2 separate regions of the Mus musculus genome follow, and region 2 is linked to region 1. The links are chromatin contacts, called in public promoter capture Hi-C maps. All regions are on one chromosome and are shown on one strand. Each heading gives the region's core, a stretch centred on a gene start, on an enhancer-like site or on the middle of the called end of the contact. The rest is flanking DNA. Distances are from core to core; before and after follow the strand shown. Region 1 overlaps Stk3 (serine/threonine kinase 3). Region 2 holds the start of Cox6c (cytochrome c oxidase subunit 6C).

The links. Promoter capture Hi-C pulls out the DNA fragments that hold promoters and counts their contacts.
Region 2: a promoter capture Hi-C map of pre-B cells shows a contact between it and region 1, with 3 times the contacts expected there. The contact joins the promoter of Cox6c here to the enhancer-like site in region 1. A contact is called at or near these places in 12 of 39 promoter capture datasets (the 3T3-L1 cell line, 3T3-L1-derived adipocytes, the C10 cell line and 8 more), 2 of 115 datasets of contacts at active chromatin or transcription factors (astrocytes and large pre-B cells) and 2 of 9 other capture datasets (adipose tissue and liver).

What each region holds. Positions count from the first base shown.
Region 1 is chr15:34,912,633-34,919,775 of GRCm38.p6, forward strand. The region is part of intron 10 of Stk3 (serine/threonine kinase 3); the gene reads right to left. It overlaps Gm52204 (a long non-coding RNA gene), which reads left to right. Exons shown (of 3, transcript XR_003951603.1): 2 at 5,866-6,007. Among named protein-coding and RNA genes, the nearest start is that of Gm52204, 5.9 kb to the left of the region's middle. Within about 2 kb of position 3,324, at least 16 of the 459 cell types and tissues checked have an H3K27ac peak or open chromatin away from gene starts, as enhancers often do. A contact at or near this core is called in pre-B cells, where this site is marked.
Region 2 is chr15:35,934,788-35,941,842 of GRCm38.p6, forward strand. It overlaps Cox6c (cytochrome c oxidase subunit 6C), which reads right to left and starts at 3,459. Exons shown (of 4, transcript NM_053071.2): 1 at 3,338-3,459; 2 at 2,368-2,497; 3 at 498-626. The coding sequence starts at 2,484. The coding sequence ends at 513.

The DNA of each region.
Region 1 (7,143 bases), core at 2,074-4,573:
ACCTCCTCCTCTCCCTGCTCCCCATCTTATTCAAGGAAAGCACCTGGGAATCACATGACAATCTTTCCTCATCCTTAATTCCCATCATGGGAGGACTAGAGATTCTCTCCAACCCACCCCTTCCCACTGGTTCCACTGCCGTCACTCATGACTTCGAGTACACAGAACTGTGACAGACTCACCCATGTGACAGACTTCTCTACTTCTAATCCCACCTTCTTGTCATTAAGTTTGTAGTGATAAGCATCTCACTGTAATTCTTCAATTAATCAACTGTCTACATCTAAACACTCGAATTCTTCATAGGGCAGAGAGGCACGGCCTCCCCCCAGCACTTCCAGCTCCATCCCGTGCCTCTCCCAGCTTGGGCCTCTGCATCCTGAGCACCTCCTCACTTGTCCGTCTGGTACACGGTTACTCACTCTGAGAAATCTGCTTCAACACCAACTTCTCTAATAGGACCATTTTCTCAGGGAGGCGTCTGTCATTCCTTATAGAGCTTTGATGACTCTTCTACCTGGCAGTTACCCTACTGCATCGTGACTGGCTGTCTGAGTGCACCGATGACTAGCTCAAATTAGGAAGTTCAATAATGTATCCTAGATCAGCAGCCATCAAACATTTTCTTATCTAAAAGGTGTATAAAAACATACACCCTCCCCCCCAAAAAAAACAAAAAAACAAACAAAAAAAAACATACACCCAGAAAAAAAGGTCTGCTAAACAATTTTAAAATGAGATTACAGAATTATTATTGCCTAGTACAATAAAATACAAGGTGTCTGTTTTAATATATTGCACTGCTTTTGATTTAACTGCTACTTAAATGAAAATATCCATCTCATTTAACCAACAAATTCTTTTTTTTCTTTTTTTCTTTTTTTAGATATTTTCTTCATTTACATTTCAAATGTTATCCCAAAAGTCCTCTATACCCTCCCACTGCCCTGTTCCCCAACCCATCCACTCCCACTTCCTGGCCCTGGCATTCCTCTGTACTGGAGCATATTCTTCACAAGGCCAAGGGTTTCTCCTCCCATTGATGGCTGACTAGGCCATCCTCTGCTACCTATGCAACTAGAGACATGAGCTCCGGGGGTACTGGTTAGTTCATATTGTTGATCCTTCTATAGGGTTGCCGACCCCTTTAGTTCCTTGGTTACTTTCTCTATCTCCTTCTTTAGGGGCCCTGTGTTCCATCCAATAGCTGACTGTGAGCATCCACTTCTATATTTGCCAGGCATTGGCATAGCCTCACAAGAGATAGCTATATCAGGGTCTTGTCAGCAAAATCTTCCTGGCATATGCTATAGTGTCTGGGTTTGGTGGTTGTATATGGGATTAACCAACAATTCTTGATGGAGTAAGTGCTGTTTGGGCAATTGTCAGAAACCATCTCAGTGTTAGGTGAGAGGGCTAAGTGAACCATCATGGTCTCTGTCTTGGAGGTATTTAAAATGTTTTAGGTGTTAGAGAAAGGATTCCTAAAGTGTGTAATGAAAGCCTGAAAGCAGAATAATGAAACTGGTATTGAAGGAGCTAACATTTTATAGGGAAGGGGGACACTGGGAAGACAACAAGCATTAAATGGTATCTAGGAGGCTGGCTGGCAATCGTCAGGCAGATGACAGCAGGGCAGTGCGGCTGGAGAGGCAGTGCACACAATTCAGAAGAAGGCAGACACATCTGCAGTAACATCAGGAGCCAAACTGTGATGGGGCGTCCAAAAGAAGTTTAAGGTTAAGCTCTCAGACACGGAGTAAAATCCAGCCACTAACCTAGACACCTGTTTTCTAAAAGTGCCACATAGAAAGAATAAAAAGTGCTCCAAATAAGATACTCAGAAGAAATGTCTATCCCATGGCATCCACTGTGACTAAGCATGTAAGAAAAAGATTAAACCAAGAGGTTGTAGTTGCATAGCTCTAGGCTGTATGGAAATGAAGACAACTGAGAGTCAGAATTCTCCGAGGCTCTGAGCTCTTCACTGTGGAGCCACTGTGCCAAGAAACACATTAAACATTCAGTTTTGAATCAAGAGGAATACGTTTTTACCTTTTATTTGAGATAGAAGATTAGATTCTAATCTTTTTGGTTTTCATTCAGATGAGCACTACAGGTATATTTTTGCAAGTCTGTGAATACTTAATTTAAAAGCTATGGACAGCAACCTAAGGGCTCTGACCATGCAAAATGTTTTATAAACAGTTCCATGTGTACTGTTCATCTGGAACCTCACTAGAGATGGATAATGACCTTGTATTTTGTACTCATTTATTCAGAATTAGCCAAACCTTCTGTTTTTAATTACATACTTAATTTACCTAGCATGGTCTAATTACAGAAAACAAAACATCATTTAAACAAAAAGGTGGCCTTGAACTTAATCTATCAAAACACCAGTTAGTTTAAAAAGTTTTCAGCTCTTAACAAACTGCCAAGACATGCAATAGCAATTTTCCAAATGTGATCATACGCTTTTACAGCAAAAGGTTTACTGCATAATCAAACATCTGCATATACTCTAAAACTTCAACATGTTGCTTCACTGTTAATACACATTTCCTTAAACTGTGATAGACTTTAAAAATCTTAAAGCTAAAGTTCATACTACAGAATAATTTTTAAATATCCAAGGTCAGTTTGGCTTTGAAATGTCAAATTATCATAACCATGGCTACTTATTGACAAAATGATCTAGAACTCTATGCAAACTCCTATGTGGGATTTTTCCTTAGCATCCTTCTCTGCGGTATTGTAGCATAGCACGTGTCTCTCAAAGACAGCTTACAATGCTGAATTGTTAGTATTGGTTGAAGAATCTGTCCTTGACTGCAGATGTCATAAAAGCACAGTTTGTGCCTTTTGTCTATAATCCCAATGTGCAGCATACACCTCAATGCACACATGCTGAATTATGATGCGGTAAGAAACTATCTCCCCAAGTGGGTTACAGGATCTTATATATAGAAAATCCTAAGAAAGCAACCAATAGTATTCAAACAACAGATGAGTTTTAAGGGTTTCAGAGTTCAATATAGCAAACTATGTTTCTACACAGTGGCAATGAATAAAACTGAGAAAAACAATTCTATTTAATAAATTTAATAACAGTATCAAAATCAGTAAGGCATACAGTAATAAGCTTAACAAAGCAAGTATGAAATTTCTACTCTGAAAACTAAAAAGCATTACTGAAAACATATCAAAGAAAAACAAACTGCATAGGAGAGCAAAACAGGTCCATGGGTTGAGATCAGTCATGTGCCCATCCTGATCTACAGACCAACAACAGGAACTACTTCGTGGTTACATGTGCATGAGGTGTCTGAGAGGGAAACTCGGAGACGCTGAAAACAGAATGGCAGTTGCCAGGTGCTGGACTGAGGAAGGGAGAGTTGTTTAATGGGCAAACAGTTTCAGATTTGTAAGAAATAAACACAAACATATTCAATACAACTGAACTGAATGTGTGCAAATTGTTAAAATGATAATTTTTGTAACCAAAATTCTCAAAAATGATTTAAAGAAAATCCAGTAAAACAATATTTTTAAAGAACAAAACTAGAAGATATAATACTACTCAATTTAAAAACTTTCTACAGAGTTAGAATAACTAAGACAGTACAAGCCAGTGGAACAAACCAGACTGCCTGGAGAAAAATATAGGTGTGGTCAATTGATTTGAGAAGGTCCTAAGCTTACTCAAGGGAGAAGGACTAGTTTTTTCAATAAATGGTTCTGAGGCAACTGGCTCTAAACAACATGGAGAAGAATAAAATTTGATGCTGACTTCATATCATATACAAAGACAGATGCCCAAGTTTAAGCAACAGCACAAAGCATGAGTATAAACTTCTGTGACAATAGAATCTCGCCATTGGCACCAAAAGCACACAAAGAAAGATCAAACCATTAGAGTTTAAACCTAATTTTAAAATTCGAGTTTTGGTTTCCTTAAAACAAAACAAAACGAAACCCCACAGAGATAGTGTGGGAATATGCTTTCCTTTAAATCCCAGGTATGAGATATGGGCCCTCAGCTGTGCACAGCAGCACTCTATGGCTTCTTGGCGCTTTAGCAGGATTTTGCCGGGGGCTGATAGTTTCTGTGACTGTGTGATGTTTGGAATTCTGGGGACTTTTTCAAAAGGTATGTAAATGCTAGGGTCTTGAGAGGTAGGGTAGATTCAACAATGGGGTTGGTTGGTTGTTGTTGTTAGAAGTTTGTTAAGTGTGCAATGAAGAAAGAAGAAGAAGAAATTAAATATACGGATGGAAAAGATTAAATATCTCCAAGAACTCAACACTCCAAATCAGCAGTACGTAGTTTAAAGATAAGTTGCCCCTTTCCTCTCCATCCTTTTCTCTCCCCTATCTAGTGTTAGGAAGTTGAAAGGGTAGAGAAGGGTGGAAAAAAGAAGAACCTGAAAAGTAGCCAAATACTGGCTACAGGATGAGGCTGGAGAGATGGCTTAGTAATTAAGAGCACTCATTGCTCTTCCAGATGCCGAGTTCAGTTCAATGCCCCATGTGCTGTGCCTCACCACTGCCTGTAACGGCAGATCTAGGGCACCTGACACCCTCTTCTGGATTTTGTGGGTACATACACCTCCCTTCCTACACACACACACACACACACACACATACACACACACACACACACACACACCACACACACACACACACAGAAGAGAGAGAGAGAGAGAGAGAGAGAGAGAGAGAGAGAGAGAGGGAGAGAGAGAGAGAGAGAGAGAGAGAAGAGAAGAGAGAGAATAAACATTTTAAAGAAGCGGACAAGCAATTTAATTTCTCCAAATAAATATGCAAATGAACAGTAAGTATACAAACACCATTGGAGACACATATCAAAACCACAATGAGAAACCAAATCCTACTCTTTTGTATAATTTAAATCAAGATGACAGGTAACAGCAAATCTTACAGGGTATTAGGGAAACAGGACCTTCACACTGCTAATGGGAACAGAAAACATGTAGTCCCTTTATAAGATGACCTGGAGTAAGCCTTCTTAAAGTGTTACACTCAGCACTACTCCATAACTCAACAACTTTATTCCCAGGAATATAGCAAAGGAAAAATGAAAACAAATGAATGTCCAAACAAAAACACATCTAAAATTGTTCATACCAGTGTTACCCATAACAGTTAATAGATAGAAATACAAATGTCTATCAATTGATCAACAGATAAACAAATGATATATTTATAGACTGGAATGTTAGTTAGCCATAAAAGGAGCACATACTATGCCATTAATAAACCTTGAAGGTTCTACATAAATGAGCGCAGTCCATCCCTAGGGCATGTCCAGGATAGGTAAGCACACGTTTGCACTAGGACATACATAAGCTTCCATTGCCTTCAAAGGGTGTGAGAAGTGGAGTGGGGCTGAAGAAGTCTGGGAGTAACAGAGGGGACTGGCAGGGCGTGGGGCAGGGCTGGGGGTGGCAAATGTTCTAAAGTTGATAGTGATAATGGATGCCCATATCTGAATGAACCATACAAGTAACAGACTTATACTTTCAATGTGTGGAATTATATTTTTTATAAAACTATTAAAATGCATACATGTTAAATACAGTATGTTTCCGGGAAAGGCAGCAAATGATATAAAGGTTGCAAACGGCTGGAGAAATGGCTTTCTAGCTAGGCTGAGTTTTTGAATTCTGTTGCAAATTTACTAGAAACACAAACACCTGGTTTAGACTCTACATGCATTGCAACACAGACACCTAAACATTGTCTTTTTTCATATAAGAATGTGGATCTGCTGTATTGGTGATAAATAATTAAGGAAGTGGTAGACAAAATTTGGACTAATTTTTTTTTTTTTTAAATAAGCAGTTAAGCCAAGTCCCAAAGGTGAGAGTGGTTACAAAGAAACAGCGACAGCAACTGAGGAGCAGCCCCAAATAAGACAAGATCACAGGACTGCAGCCAGGCCTCTTCAGTTCAGGGAAATCAAAGTGTTGATAAAGGAGAGGTGAGGACTGCATTCCTTCAGGCAAAAGGAATGACTCGGAAGGCCGAGAGGACAGTCTGAGGACTGCTAGACTCTAAGACCAAGTGGACTTTTCACAAGTCCATGTTCAAACTACATGGGAGGAGGGCCTTCCTAGTTCTTATACCACTTGTAACATCTACCACTGTTACTCCATGTGTTTTCTACCTCTGTATTTTGGGGGGCCCTAAACTGTAAGATAGTAAATTTCTCATCTTAAGACACTGAGTGGCAATTTGTTATAGCAGTTAAAATAGACACTCACATTCTCTATACATACTCACTAGAGAGTCCTCTGAAGATTAATTTAGTTTTCTAAACATATTCATTCTACCAAAGATGCGAATTCTAGCTTAGACTTATCCTCTGAATTCCTACCTTAACTACTGTTTTGCTTTGATTTGAATTTTGAGAGAGGGTCTTGCCAAGCAGCTCGGGTTACCTTGAAATCTGCTGTGTAGTATAGACTGAGTTGGACTGTTGAACTCCTGTCTCTGCTTCCCAACTGCTGGAATAACAGGTGTTTGTTTCTACAACTGACTCTCATGTACAACTGTCTATTCAGGATACTATTCACCCTTAAAATACGAACTGATCATTTCCCATCCAACAAGTTCTTTCTCCATTGTGGAACTGTCTTGAGTCTCCTATTACTTTAATTTTCTCATTCAAGCAATCATAAAATCTAATTGTCTATCTCTGAAATCAGGAGGAAGCTGAATGGTCCTTACTACCCTCCACTCATGTCTGCCCGGATGCCTGCTTTACTTGTGCTTCCCTATACCAACTCTCAGACATGGCCAGCACAAACCATCCGTTACAGACCAAGTCATTTCTCTGCAGCCTTCTGATCTTATGAACAGAACACAACAGTCCATTCTCTGTGATTTTATCAGGAACCAGTCTGTGTAATATGCCTGCCAATATGCCTATGCTGCAGAGGAGACAATGGATATGGTTAGCCAGAGGCACTTATTCCTGTATGCCTCATTCTATTTCCTGCTTTGAGTCAGGGTCTACTACTGAACTCAGAAATGGGCTGGCAGCCAGCAAACCTCGGCAGTCCTGTCTTTGTGCCCCTGTAGCACAGGAGTCACAAATACACACAGAGTAACAGA
Region 2 (7,055 bases), core at 2,209-4,708, 1.0 Mb after region 1:
GTTTCTGAATATTAAAATTGATCAGAATCTCTTGACTTAGCTCCATCAAGCCGCCTACATTCCCTCTTTTCTTCCAGATTTCAAGATGCTTTCCAGGCTCGAACCCGGACATGTGAGCCGCTGGCCGGCCTCAACAGTAAAACACTGTACTAACTGAAATAACTGACAAAGGGCCAGCAAGGCGACTAGATGGGTAAAAGCACTCACCGCCTTAATCTGCCAACCCAAGTTTGTTCCCTGGAACAAACCCATATAATGGGTGGAAAGAAAAGCAATTCCAAAGTTTTTCTGACATGTATCCCATGCATAGAAGGAGAAAAAGGGGAAGAAGAAAAGCAAATAATGTAGTTTAATTCATAAAAAGAACTACTTGTCAGTCTGGAAGAAAAGCATGGCGGCTCTTTCCTAGACAGTAGCAGTTTTATAAGAACTGTACAGTTAAGATAATTCACTAGTTAAACATTTCTTAGACACAACTAAAAAGTAACTGTAATTACCTTTGCATTCTGAAATCACTTGGCACTCTGAAAGATACCAGCCTTCCTCATCTCTTCGAAATCTTTCATGGAATCATAATTTCTGTAGAATTCTGCATACGCCTTCTTTCTTGGCTCAGCCACGCCAAACTAAAAGGTAGCATAGCCCGTTACAGAACTTTCTTTTCAGATTATTAGAAATGCATAAAAACAAAATAAACTAAGAAGATACTTGTACTCAGTCTTTACTGAGCCCTCTTATTTCCTAGACAAGGAGGGGGGACACCATGAAAGGAAGAGTCTTGTGGCAACTATACAGCAAAAAGCTCCCTACTACCCTAGAGACAGACAACCCTATTCTGGGGTAGGGTTGTAGTCCACATTTGTGTATGTGTTTGGTAGAAAGAGTGTTAAGTTGGGGCTGGAGAGATGGCTCAGTGGTTAAGAGCACTAACTCTTCTTCCAGAGGTCCTGAGTTCAATTCCCAGTAACCACATGGTGGCTCACAACCATCAGTAATGAGATCTGATGCCCTCTTCTGGTGTGTTTGAAGAGAACATAAGAAACCCTGCCGTCGTCGTCCCCCCCAAAAAGTTAAAGATAGTACAAAATAAACTAATAGCCTTCCTTCTAGCAAACCATAAATATTGCCAGTCGAAATGTTAACATGGTAACATATCCCGGCTCAACTTAAGCAGACTGTGAATTTTAAAGAAGTTTAAAGCAAATTTAAAAGATATAAGAAAATGCCAGAAAGTTATAGGGAATTTACACTTAAACAAGAACTGAGTCATTTTGCAAATTAGGGAATGGAATCCAAAATGATGGCTGATTACTTGAAAGGAAGGCCTTTATTAATAAAACTGCTAACACAAAGAAAAAGATCAGGAAGAGCTATGTTCATGTGGCTGTGTCTTACATACAGAATGGTCAGCACAGAGGGAAGGAATGGTATTTGAGAGACCAGGTGGAGTTAAAGCAATAGATCAAAGGTTAAGCAATAGCCACAGCTACGGCTGGCATTTGGTGATCCAAATCCACGTCTGGAATATAAAACACGGTTTAGCTCATCTTCCCAGGTTCACTCATCGTGCACAGAACACAGTACACCTGTGCGTACTAGTCCACAGGTGAGGGGCTACAGAAATGCACAGAATCCTGCTATCTAATGAAGCAACACAGAAGTAAATTTACTGTTCCTCCTCCTTTTCAAATCCCAATGTCATCCAATAAAAGAACCAAAGGGAGGTTCCTCAGTGCCACTCTCTAAAGTCTGTTGAAGCCCACACTATATATAATAGTTAAGTTAGCATCTACATGACAGGGCTAAATGATGTTCAGACAGCTAGAGTTTTATGAGGCTGGTTTTGGAAGAAACTTGGCCAACAGTGATCCACTTCAGAGTGTAAACAGGTCACCCAATGCATAAAAGGACCAAATAAAAAAAGGTTAACCCCAAGACACATTTTCAATCTTCTTGAGCTAGGTACACCCATCTTCTTTTCCCAACAGACACCAAACCTCCTAGACTTCCAACCCTGGGACTTGTACCAGGACACTGGGATAAGCAGTTAAAACTGCTAACACTTTCCCCTCAAGGCTTCTGTATTGGGTAGTATACCAACATTCCCTTGGTGCTCAGATCTCCAGACTTAGAGTAAATTATAACATCAGATTTCTTGGTTGTCAGCTTTACCTTGATACCTGGGAAGAGGGAACCTGTAATGACTGTGGCGCATTTTCATTTGAAGATAGGGTTTCTGTTACGTTGAAGCCTTTGGAAGGTAAATGAGGGAAATATCTTGAAGATAGAGTTTCTTTTTTAAACAGCTCTTAACTAGGTTTAAAAAATAATGTTTTAAACGAACAGCTTGTGACCTAAAGCACATACCTTATAGGCAGCGGCAACTCCCAGGGCCACAATGAATGCGCCAGCAATATGAACCCGCAGACGCTTGGCCAGAAGACCACGCATCTGTGGTTTGGGCAACAGCGCACCGGAACTCATGGTAGCCAATGTCCTTTGCGAGTAAAACAAGGAGGGGAAAAAAAAAAGGCTTGTAACAGGTTAAGTGATTGAATGAACTCTACATGCACAACGTAGTTTAGTATCTACAATCGCGGCCTAACCCCTCCTGCAAGGTCAATGACTTTGGCAACTTCATCTTTGCCCGCTCCTCTCCTACGCATTTCCACTACCCGCAACAAGGCGGTAACCAGCAACAAACCGATGAGCAAAAACCATGACAAAAGTGTCCCCCATCCACAGAAAGGCAGATGCGACCTAGCTGTTGCCTTTTCAGAATTCACCCTTAGGAAGAAAAGCCTTCGGGGAGAACTCAGGTCACTGAAGCTGTGGGACTAGAGCCCAGCAAGCGCCCCGAGGGCCGGTGGAGCAGGCGCGACAGATCGGGGACCCTCCAGCTTCCCAATTCTACTCCCACACCAGGCCGACCACCGGGGCCCCTCGGTGCCTGAGTCCCCTCCAAGGTCGCACCCCTTATCCAACTGGAGCACCAGCCCCCGCAGGTCAAACGACCCAATCAAGGTCAACCTGGCCGCGGCAAAATACAAGGGGAAACGGGCCCGGCCGGCCACCAGCGAGACCCTGAGGCTCCGCAGAGCTCCTCCGGAGCCCTAAGAGCGCACGCGGGGAGATGGCGGGGCCGCCCGAGTTCAGGCCGGTCAGGCCCGCAGCCTCCTGAGGACGCGGCGGGGGCAACGCGCCCACGAGGAAGGCAGGCCCGAGGCTCCACTGGGCTGTGACGTGCAAGACATCCTAGTTCGCCGCCCCCACGAGAAGCCGAGAAACCCGCAGTTGTCAAACCCCAGAATCTCCTCTCTCTCTCCACCATTCTCACCTCTACACCAACGTCCTTCCCGGTTCTCGGAGAAACGGAGAGCCTTCCAGCAGCACGCATGCGCAAGAGTCGATGGAGGACCCGGCGACGGTGGCCTAAGGAGTCCAAAAGTATTCAAGCGCGCATCCAGCCGGTCACAGCTGAAATTTATGCCAGTTACACTATGTCTTTTTTTTTTTTTTTTTTCCCTAAACAGGACCTTGAAAACGAGTCCTGACTACCTACAAAGGTTTCTTCAGTAAATTACAAATATTAATCTTGTCCGGTGTTGTGAACTTATTAAGGAATTCGTATATATTTCACATGTGGGGAAAAAATAATATACTCTATAAAGGCACTACATCATCTGAGAGCTTTTTTTTTCTAAATGCCCAACCTTGAGAAAAGGCATATCTTGGGGGACATGACATTTGTGTCAAAGGATTGCCCAAACCACATGAATAAGCATTTTCATTACAACTACCTCGGCACAATAAACGCTTGGTTTTTGGCAAAGAGCGAGAAAGGCCAATTTCAGAGTTTAACATGTAATTTTAGAACCGATGCTGTGGAACAAACTAGAGATGTGATCCCACTCCACTGCCAGACTCAATGATCTGCTTAACAAATCGTAATGGGTATTTGTGTCGGGTTCTTAATAAAAAATAACGTGTGAACGGGAACAACAGGGATGTTTTTGGAAAGCCGACTAAAGATGACTTTTCGTGCCTTGGGACGTTTATCTTACTTCAGTGACATCAACTAGATTCACAGGTGTTACTTAAGTCAGCTGAGTAAGCCTACTTTATATATATGCAGGGTTTGAGAGGGCTTAGGAACCCTGCTTGAGCAGTGACACATGCACCATCACACTATATGGAGAATAACTGAAGGTGTGAAACCACTGAACTGAACCCATGGTTACAAAGAAAGGTTCACGGGATCAGAGTACCAGGGCTACGGTTAATCCCACCCGGTGAGAATAGTGAAAACGGCTACTGTAAGTTTTGAACCAAATTTAAAACAAGCTTTATTAAGCATTGGCCAGTTCAGTGGACACTGTCAGGTGCATACCTAGGAATCCCAAAATACATCGCCACATTACAACTCAGTCAGAGGCTTATAAAGGCAACCCCCAAAGGGTCAGTACTTCCCACCTTCGTCCAATCAGGGGCACGCTTAGATCCCAATGTATTTCCTTATGAACCTCCAGCCTACCTCCACCTGTGTGTGATCAAGCTTATCCTGTAAAGTTGGGGCAAGTGAGGTTGTTTACAGAAGAGAAAACACCATAGTTCACTATCTTACATAAGTAACAGCCCCCAGCACTCCAGAGATTATCTGCCCTTGGGCAAGTGAGGCTTACAGGTTAGAGGCATGTTTGATTGATAGATCTCTTAAGCCCAGTAATTTAAACTTAGAATACAACTTTAGCCTTCAAGCAGATTTTATATGACAGTGAACAGTCTGAGCGTTCTTTGAACTGATACAATGTAGGGGAATTTTAATCCAGCAACAAGGAGACTGAGACGTATATGATCCAGCCAAATGTAGACACCCTAGATTACAGTATGATTTGGCTGGAAAAAAACAGACTCGCCCTTAGTGAACACCTTTAGTCCCTAACAATGAAGGTAAGGTTCTGCTGTGCCAGGAATCATTCATGAACCCCCAAAAGACCACCAAGGAGCTGATTCCGATGCAATTACATTAAGGTCCCTTTATTCAAGCTTGAGCTTGGGCTATACATACCACCTTCTCTGATGCAGGAGAATGGGAGGGGGCCCAAAGCCCAGTTTCAGGCAAGCATTTATAGAGGCAAAAGGGGGGGGGTTTATCTAGCTTGGTACACACCTGGCTAGGGGGCCATTATGGCCTTTAACATAATTGTTCAGAGCCAAACCACAAACGTAACTTCTGCTTTCCTCCGGATCAGTGGTTGTTAGGAAGTGAAGTGTCAGGGGCAGGAACCTGGAAACTGGTGTTAGTGGAAGATCTTGTTGTTGAGTGTAATCTGGAAACTGATGCTAGGTACTGGCCTGTTAGTTAATTTGAGTTCAACCTTAGCTTAGGTTCTCTAAGATGGAGTCTGAACCCAAAAGATCTAGTCTCAGATCATTTGTAGAAGGAAGCAGCCATGTTTGAAAGTGAAGTCTAATTGAAGGGCAGACAAAGTGCCAACTCAGAGAAAGATTTGACAGAATGAGTCAAAGACTGGAGAGCAGCTCAGGAAAAAGAGGCTACTTAAGAGCTGCTGTAGCCACCAGTGGCTACTGAGAACTGGGTTCCTGAAAGAAAGGTGGGGCTGTATGGGATGGAAGGCAAAAGAATAATGAGACCAAGGCAAGTTTCTGATCAAGGCCCAATGTTTGCTTTTGAGTCTGAACTTTAAAAGGGAGGAAACCCATCCCCCACCGTGCTAGGATCTTGATGCTTTGTCAAGGATCTGGCTAGGACCACAAGCTCAGGCTGCTCAGCAGGTAGCTTCTTGCAGGAAGCTGCAGATGTGGCATACAATAGACTTTACCTAGGTTGGAAGACTCCACCCTAGGTAGGCTAGCTGGCTGTGGCAAAAAGAAGGTCTGAATCAACCAGCTCAAGATTAGCGGGAGGGCACAAGCCACCAGAGAGTGAAGAAGGGTGCGTGTTTTACAGAAACAGGGTGAAGAAAACAAACTAGTCACAGGTGAAAGCAGAACAAGCCAGGGAATAAGAAGGAGCCGAAGATTAGAACATATTTCCAAAGTTAGTTTGAGGCCAAGATGAGCAATTCAGGCAGAAGCCAGATTGAATCAGTCAGATTGGAGGACTAGATAGAACCGAGACTACAAGCTTTCAGACATAGGCCTAGGGATAGTTTGAAGAAAGAAAGAAACTCTGGGCTCAGCCCAAGCCGTGTATTAGCACAGCTTGGGTAAGCTCTCCTCTCATTCCTTTATCAGAAGAAATAAAAGAGACATTTACAATACAGGCTGTTCAAATTGGACTGGTATTAGATGCTTTTGCCAACTAATTAAAGAATTAAAGGAGGGTAGAATTAAAGGAGGTTCCTGGTAAACAAAATCCCACATTTAGGCACCTGTTTACCCAGCCAATGTCCTACTGTGTATGGCACTGTCACCAGCACTGCCATTTTGGAACTAGCACATAGCATGAGAGCAGCTCACCTCTGCCTGTGTGTTATAGCTAGCAGTATCTTACTTGATTTGGAATCAGGATAGTGCTGGCTTGTGGAACGAGTTCTAAGGTGTTTGTTCTCTTCTACTTCATGGAACAATTTCAGGAGCATTGATGTTAACTGCTCTTCGGATCTTTTGTATAAACTGCCTACCCTGGGTCTTGTTGGCAGATCTTTATTACGGCCTTCACCTCAGCTGTGGATCTGTCTACGCTGATCAAAGCCTCTAGTTTTAAAATCAGTAGATCATTTGTGTCTAAAACTCTATTAATCTCTTCTAAATCTTCCAGGTTTTTAGACTATGCTTTCAAAAAGTCCCTAGTAATCCATGGACTTCATCGGAACTTGTAGTAACCCCCTCTTTTATTTTTATTAATTTAGGTCTTCTCTTTCCTCCTTTTGGTAAGTTTGGCTAGGGTTTTGCCCATCTTGCCCTAGGGGCTTTCGCCAGACTTACACCCACCCACCTCAGGTCAAGGCCAGGCCAAGTTCCATTTTCCACCCACAGGAACATTCTTGAGTAAAAAAAAAAATTCTCAGAGTGTCACCTGACCCTCTGAA